Regions from separate parts of the Rattus norvegicus genome. Here region 1 is linked to region 2. The links are chromatin contacts, called in public Hi-C maps. All regions are on one chromosome and are shown on one strand. The core of a region is the stretch at or near the end of the contact, and the rest is flanking DNA. Distances in the headings are between cores, read along the strand shown.

Region 1 (3,225 bases), core at 41-2,540, 140 kb after region 2:
CTCTTTTGTTGCCCTTTACTTATCCGCATGGGTCCCCAGGGGCCAGAGCTGAGGAGATGGAGTATGTTGATTGGAGAAATCTTCCACAGGCAAAAGAGGCAGGGATGTGAAGAGGGTCAACATAAAAATAGTGACTGACGTGTTCTTGTTAACTGACACTAACCATCAGTTAACGTGTCTGGATTTCAACATCACCAAGTGTCCTTCGTGAGCCACATTCCTGCTAGCAATGTTGGTGGTAAGAACTACTCTGTGTCAGACTCAGACTGTCGCGGTCAGATGGGAATATCCCCCCTCCCCCCAAACATACACACAACAGGCAACTTGGTGCATATAATCTCCACACAAAAACGATCTTCCCTTGTTCAAGCAGTGATGTCTACTCTCTATAGCCTCAAATCTAAGGTCCCTGTTAAGTGTGATGTGAGCCCCCAGCACTCTCTCCTCCCAGAGGTTTTTTAACTTGGTGCACTCTGATTCCAATTTCTCCTCTGGTTACAGGCATGATTGTTGTCACAACTCTTTCACATTCCTGGCATAGGTGTGCACATACAAATCTGGTTTAGCATCTGTGGCCTTGCATAAGACATAGGACAAAGTAGGGACTGGGAGAATGCAACAGAGGATCCCAAGGGTACCCAAGGTTTATAAGGGCTTCTCAGAAACCATGTTTGGATCCCATTTCTCTGTCACCGGGGACCCTACTTTTCAACATCCAGCCTAGAGAGGTCCTCCTAGTGTCATTATTACAATTCTGTGTTCTGGATCTTCATTCCTTCTTGAGGTCAAAGGCTTTAGAGGGAGTTACAGATCCGACCCATTAAAAATTAACTTGTGATATTTTAGGCTAAACAGAATATCTCTGATATTCTTTAATTGGCATTAGGGGAAATCATTCTGACATGCTGTCACTCTGGTTCTAGGTTTCTAGGTAGATAAAACCAAATGGTGGAAAATAAATCGATTTTGTCTTTTGAAAATATATTGATTTGATAAAAACAAGTTACTTATAGATTGATCAATATATTCCAGGCGCTGTGCTGGTCAAACAAGAGAATAATGAATGAAGCATTTGCCTGATCGCTGGGCTTAACAATAATCAAGAAGCTGGGCAAGTGAGCAGGAAGTCAAGACAGAAGGGAACCTGTACCACAGGGCTACTCGGGCGAGCAGGAAAGAGTGGGGACCTGAGTTACATGGAAGAGGAATTATAGAAGAAATGATAGTTGAACCACTGGGCAGGTCTGTCTGTCATTTGGTGATGGTCCCTTAACCAGCTCTGGCTGTTGTCCTTTCTTTTGTTGTGCTTGGAATTCAGCCCAAGGCCTTGGATCTATTAGGCAAGCGCCCTATTATTGAGCTCCAGCCCCAGCACTTTTTTTAACCATTCTCTGCTCCTTATGTTGTTTGTTTGGTTTTGTTTTTCAGACAGGGCCTCACTATAGCTCAGCTATCTTAGGGCTCCTTCTGGGTACCAGGCCGGTCTCATTAGATATCGGGCTTCCTCTCAGGCGTTGGGATTGAATGTCTGGGGTCACCACACTCAGCTTTCTTTTGTTCTTCAGCAGCTACTCATCAGGATTGTGACAGGTACTCTTTGGAAGTCTGACCTCTCCAAGCCACCGTGGGCGGCCACTAGCTAAGACGGTAAAAGGGCGGTGAAACAGATCGAGGGATTCTTAGAAGTATTTGCTTTGTGACGTAAATACTAGACTTCCTTCCATCCCACCCTCTGCACCAGACTGGGTGTGAGGGTTGGCAATGGAGTCACCAGAATCCAATCTGGATTAAACAAATTTGATTCAACATGGTTACAGTGAACTACTGAGCTTCTGGGCCACCATAAGCGAAATTTTATGTGAAAAACAATTCCTTTGCCTTGGTTATCTAGGTTTTTTTTTTTTTTTTTATAAACTTGTATCTTACAGGTTTGAGGGTACTTTTGACCAGACTTCTTGTTTTATGACCTCTTAACAAAGTTATCCATTAAAAATAAAAAACCCCAAAACTCTAAAAGAGAAAAAAGGAAAGATCTAGAGCAAAGAAAAGAAGGAAAAGCAAGCGAAGCCAAGCTATCCATAAAGGGTCTGTAGATAGTATCTTCACTGGTTACTCCTTTTTCCTCCACAAATGAGGCACTGCTAAGATTTATCACGGGGAGATGGAGACAAGAGTTAGAGGTGTCTGGCCTCCTGTCTCTGCGCCATCGTATATTTCTTTAATGAAGTGTGAGACCAGAATTCCATAAATTCACATAGTAGCAGAAGCAGGCAGGAGCTCGTCAGCGGAGCTATTCAGGGAGCCCAGCATCACTCTTTGCGTATTAGAGAAGTTCACAGCTGGCTAAAAATAGGCTTGGAGAGAAGAAGTCACTTTTAGACCGCAGCTCATTTTGGATTTCTCTGGAGCCCCATTCTGGGCCACCGTGTATTTCCTTTTTCCTTTCGTTCTAGTAAGAGCACCCAGGCGGGTCAGAGACAAGAGCTGCATGGTTATCTTTAGTTCCACTGTGCACTGAAAGCAGAACTCCGAGGAAATAACAACACGCCCCGGGGCACATGAACTGCTACAGCTTTTTAATAAGCGCTAACACGAATCGAGCCTTTCCTACGTCCTGGCCTCTGTGCTTGTTTTCAATTTTCAAAACAACCCCAGGAAAGAAAAAAAAAACATGCTATTAATAGCCTCCACCCATCTCTGATGAGGAACCAAACATTCAGAGGGGACAAGCAACCTGTTTCCAGTCTCAGAGCCCTGGGGTGTGAACCAGTGTCCTATTCTCTTCAGAGCCAGCACCCGCAAGCGCCCCTGTAAGGATCCACGGGCCTTTCTGCATCACGTTTAGTGAGACTCTTGGTGTGGGCCCATGAAGCAAGCAGAGGGGGCCACCTCAGTGCCTTCTCAGGGAACGATCCTCACACATGAAATGCGGACTTGAACTGATTTCTGATTTTCAGTTTCAGAATCTTCTAAGACACTGGCGGCTCGATCATGGGAGTACATATGGAATCCTCTCATGAGATTCAGCCACGTGCCTTCAGTCAAGGAACCGGCTGGCCCTGGACTGCCCTGATTTATTTGGGGTCTTTTAAAAACATGTTCCCACCTTATACCTGTAGTGAGTGGTGTTTAGTACTTGTAGGTAAGACCTCAAATGTAATACCGTTTTCACGGTTAGTCAAATTTAGTTCTTCACATCTCGGGATGGAAGAGTGAGCTGGAGAG
Region 2 (3,204 bases), core at 178-2,677:
ACACATGTGGCAGCTGTGGCTCTGGTTTCTTTAAAGGCTTCTCTAGAGGACGGACACGTGGGTCAGTAGTTAAAGGCACTGGCCGCTCTTCCAGGGAACCGGAGTTTGATTTCCAGCACCCACCTGGCAGCTCACGACCATCTATAACTACAATTTAGGAGACCTAAGCCCTCTTCTGGCTCCTGCAGGCACCAAGCACACAGTGGCACGCAGGCATACATGGGAGCAAACCACTCAGACACATACTTTTTTGTTGCTTTTAAAGAAAAATCACGTGCAAGATATGTCGTTAGTGAAAACTGTCGTCGAAAACTGTAAACTGTAAACACAGTCATACATGTGAACACAGGGACACACGCCCATTTGCACATGCTGGGGGAGAGAAAGGGAAGAAAGGAGGAATGGGGAGCTGAAAAACTTCTTCCCAAAACTGTAACAATGATCGTTAAAGCAGAATGCATTTGGGGTAAATTTTATTCTCTATTTTGTATTTTCCTGCCCTGCTTCAAAGTCACTGTAGTGCTTGGAAATCATTTAAGTGATGAAACTGTCTAAGAAGAGAAGAGAACAAAATAAAATGAAAAATAGAAAAAAACAAAACAAAACAAAATAATACAGAGGAAAAGCTCGAATTAGCCCTCTGAGTATGGTCAGACATCTATGTTCAAGTTTTCCTGTCCATCCCAGACACCTCTAGGCTACACGTGGCACACTGGAAGGCAGGATGCAGGTCTTCTTCTTCTTCTTCTTCTTCTTCTTCTTTTCTTCTTCTTCTTCTTCTTCTTCTTCTTCTTCTTCTTCTTCTTCTTCTTCTTCTTCTTCTTCTTCTTCTTCTTCTTCTTCTTCCTCTTCCTTCTTCCTTCTTCTTCTTCTTCTTCTTCTTCTTCTTCTTCTTCTTCTTCTTCTTCTTCTTCTTCTTCTTCTTCTTCTTCTTCTTCTTCTTCTTCTTCTTCTTCTTCTTCTTCTTCTTCTTCTTCTTCTTCTTCTTCTGCTGTGGTGCTGGGAATTAATCCCAAGGTCTAAAGAGGCTCTACCCCTGAGCCACAGGCACCACCAGGCAATGCTCTTTGAAGTCTCCCTCGCCATTGGTAGCCTGACTTAGATAAGATCCATTACTATAAATGGGGACAGCTGTAGTCTTCCAGAACCTTCCCTCAAAGGAACAAAAGCCCTGGGAATCTCTTAGGACTCCAACCAGAAAGAAGGGTAGAGCATGCCTTGCTGCTACACTGGCAGCCACACCCTGCCCTTCATAAGGTTAAGCACCACATGCTTACAGAAACCGGCATGTTAAACTCCGGTGCCTATGATGTCACTGCTCTGTGGCTTTCTTCACATCGCTGCTGCCGAAGCACAGCCCAGGCACAAAAAGGACGCCCAAACCCTTTGGATTTAATCATTACGCCACCATGGAGTCCACTTTGGCACCAGAGCAATGGTGACAGTGTGTGCTGCAGCTCAGTTTCAGTGCTGAGCATGAAAACAGCCGGCCTATAGGACACAGTGGCCTTCTCTACCAGTTCTGACTGACTCGCACTAGCGCACGATACTTCCACAATGTCACATAGATTAAACCAGGGCAGGCTTCACAGCCACAGCGGGAAGGGACACTGTGAGGTTTGGGGGTTGGTTTGTTTGTTTCTGTTTTGTTTTTTTATTTCTAGTCAGCCATTACTGGATTTTCTACATGATAACTCGCTGTTATCATACTTAAAGGAGAAGAAGGTGGTGGCCCCATGGGAAGATATGCCAACAGCCAGCACCTTGAAGAGACAGCATCTCTCTTCAAGCTGAGGCCAGCACCGCCTCAGAGGCACGAGTGCAGGGAACAGACTGTAACTAGGTCACTGGATTTTGCTTCCTCACAGTAGACCTTTTTGCACACGCTCGCCGGAGCTTCCAAGAGCTCAGGAGGCTAACTCTGTACAACTGCTGAGATGAACTAAAAGTAAAACAGTTACTCATGAAAAACATGCTGGAAGGACTCCCATGTGCGTGGCACGGCAGAAGGTGCCAGAAGTAAGCAGAGGCTACCCCACCCTCCAGAAGCGGACAGTGGCAGACGCTCGAGGTACAATGTGATGAGTCCTAAATGTTCCCACTCGGAGCAGCATGTGGCTCGAGCAAAGGGAAGATTATTTCTAGCAGGGGGAATGACAGGTGGCTTCAGGACAGTGAGTGTTCCACCACCAGGACGTACCGGAACAACGTCGGGATGGGACAGATCCAAGGCCAGGGTACAGCTCAGCTGGCTGGCACCCAGGGGCAGTAAAGAATGACCTTAATTCTGGAAAGAACACACAGTGCCAGGCGACGGACTTTGGGTATTTTCACAGCAGCAAGGCAGACTGTCACTGTATGCACAGAATGTGCCCCAGGGAGCAGGACGATTGAAGCAGATTTTTTTTTTTTTTTGTGTGTGCACTAGTAAATTCAAGTTGGTGCCGGGAGAAAAACGGAGACACTACAAACAAATATCCCTGTCACTGTAAACGGGCTATGATATGCTCTAGAGTACAACTGTGGGGAGTGACACTTTCTTGTGACTAGAAACTACATCCTCCCAGGGCTGCGAATCTGGTAGGGAGGTGAGTAGAGAAGAGGGGAAGATGACAAAGGCCACTGTTCTGTCTTCAAAGGCTCTCACTGATACAGTCCGGGTGGGTCCCTCCCGTTCTTTAGGGCCCACTAAATTCAACACCCACTCATGCCATTCCCGTAATGTCCTTTTCACAGCTTTGCACACCCACAAAAGCTCTCAGTAAATAACGTCGTAAGATTGAGTGGTTGCTGGTTTCAAAACAGAAAGTCCACCACACGGGAAAAAAAAAAGGAATGAAAACAAGAAACAGGTGGTCTCCTCCCTAGGCAGAAGAAAGCTAAGACCCAGGGCCCCCGATCAGCCCATTGCAGTCGGAATCTGTGAAGGGAAACCTAACCATGGTCATGTATACAAAGCTCCCTGGGTGGCTTTACCATGCAACCATGGGAGAGAATGCCAGCCAGGCAAAACCACTGACGGCTGAGCATGGGAATCACAGAACACTAGGAAAAGCCAACACTCCTGCAATGTCTGCTTCCCTGGCCTTCCCTCAAGAGTGAGCTTCTTGTAATGACAAGGTCAGAACTGGCTGGGCCTCTCAGCAGATGCATGAGAACACCACTCAAGGATCTCTTCTTGCAAACAGCGTCCAGGGCTAACCT

The links. Hi-C and Micro-C count contacts between places; a contact is called where the count stands out from the background.
Region 1: a contact with region 2 is called in a Hi-C map of liver, with 7 times the contacts expected there. The contact joins two enhancer-like sites.

Annotation. Positions count from the first base shown.
Region 1 is chr11:89,973,576-89,976,800 of GRCr8, forward strand. No RefSeq gene overlaps it. Among named protein-coding and RNA genes, the nearest start is that of Lppos, 45 kb to the left of the region's middle. Within about 2 kb of position 1,291, at least 14 of the 93 cell types and tissues checked have an H3K27ac peak or open chromatin away from gene starts, as enhancers often do. A contact at or near this core is called in liver, where this site is marked.
Region 2 is chr11:89,838,049-89,841,252 of GRCr8, forward strand. It overlaps a transcript of Lpp not described here. Among named protein-coding and RNA genes, the nearest start is that of Lpp, 34 kb to the left of the region's middle. Within about 2 kb of position 1,428, at least 29 of the 93 cell types and tissues checked have an H3K27ac peak or open chromatin away from gene starts, as enhancers often do. A contact at or near this core is called in liver, where this site is marked.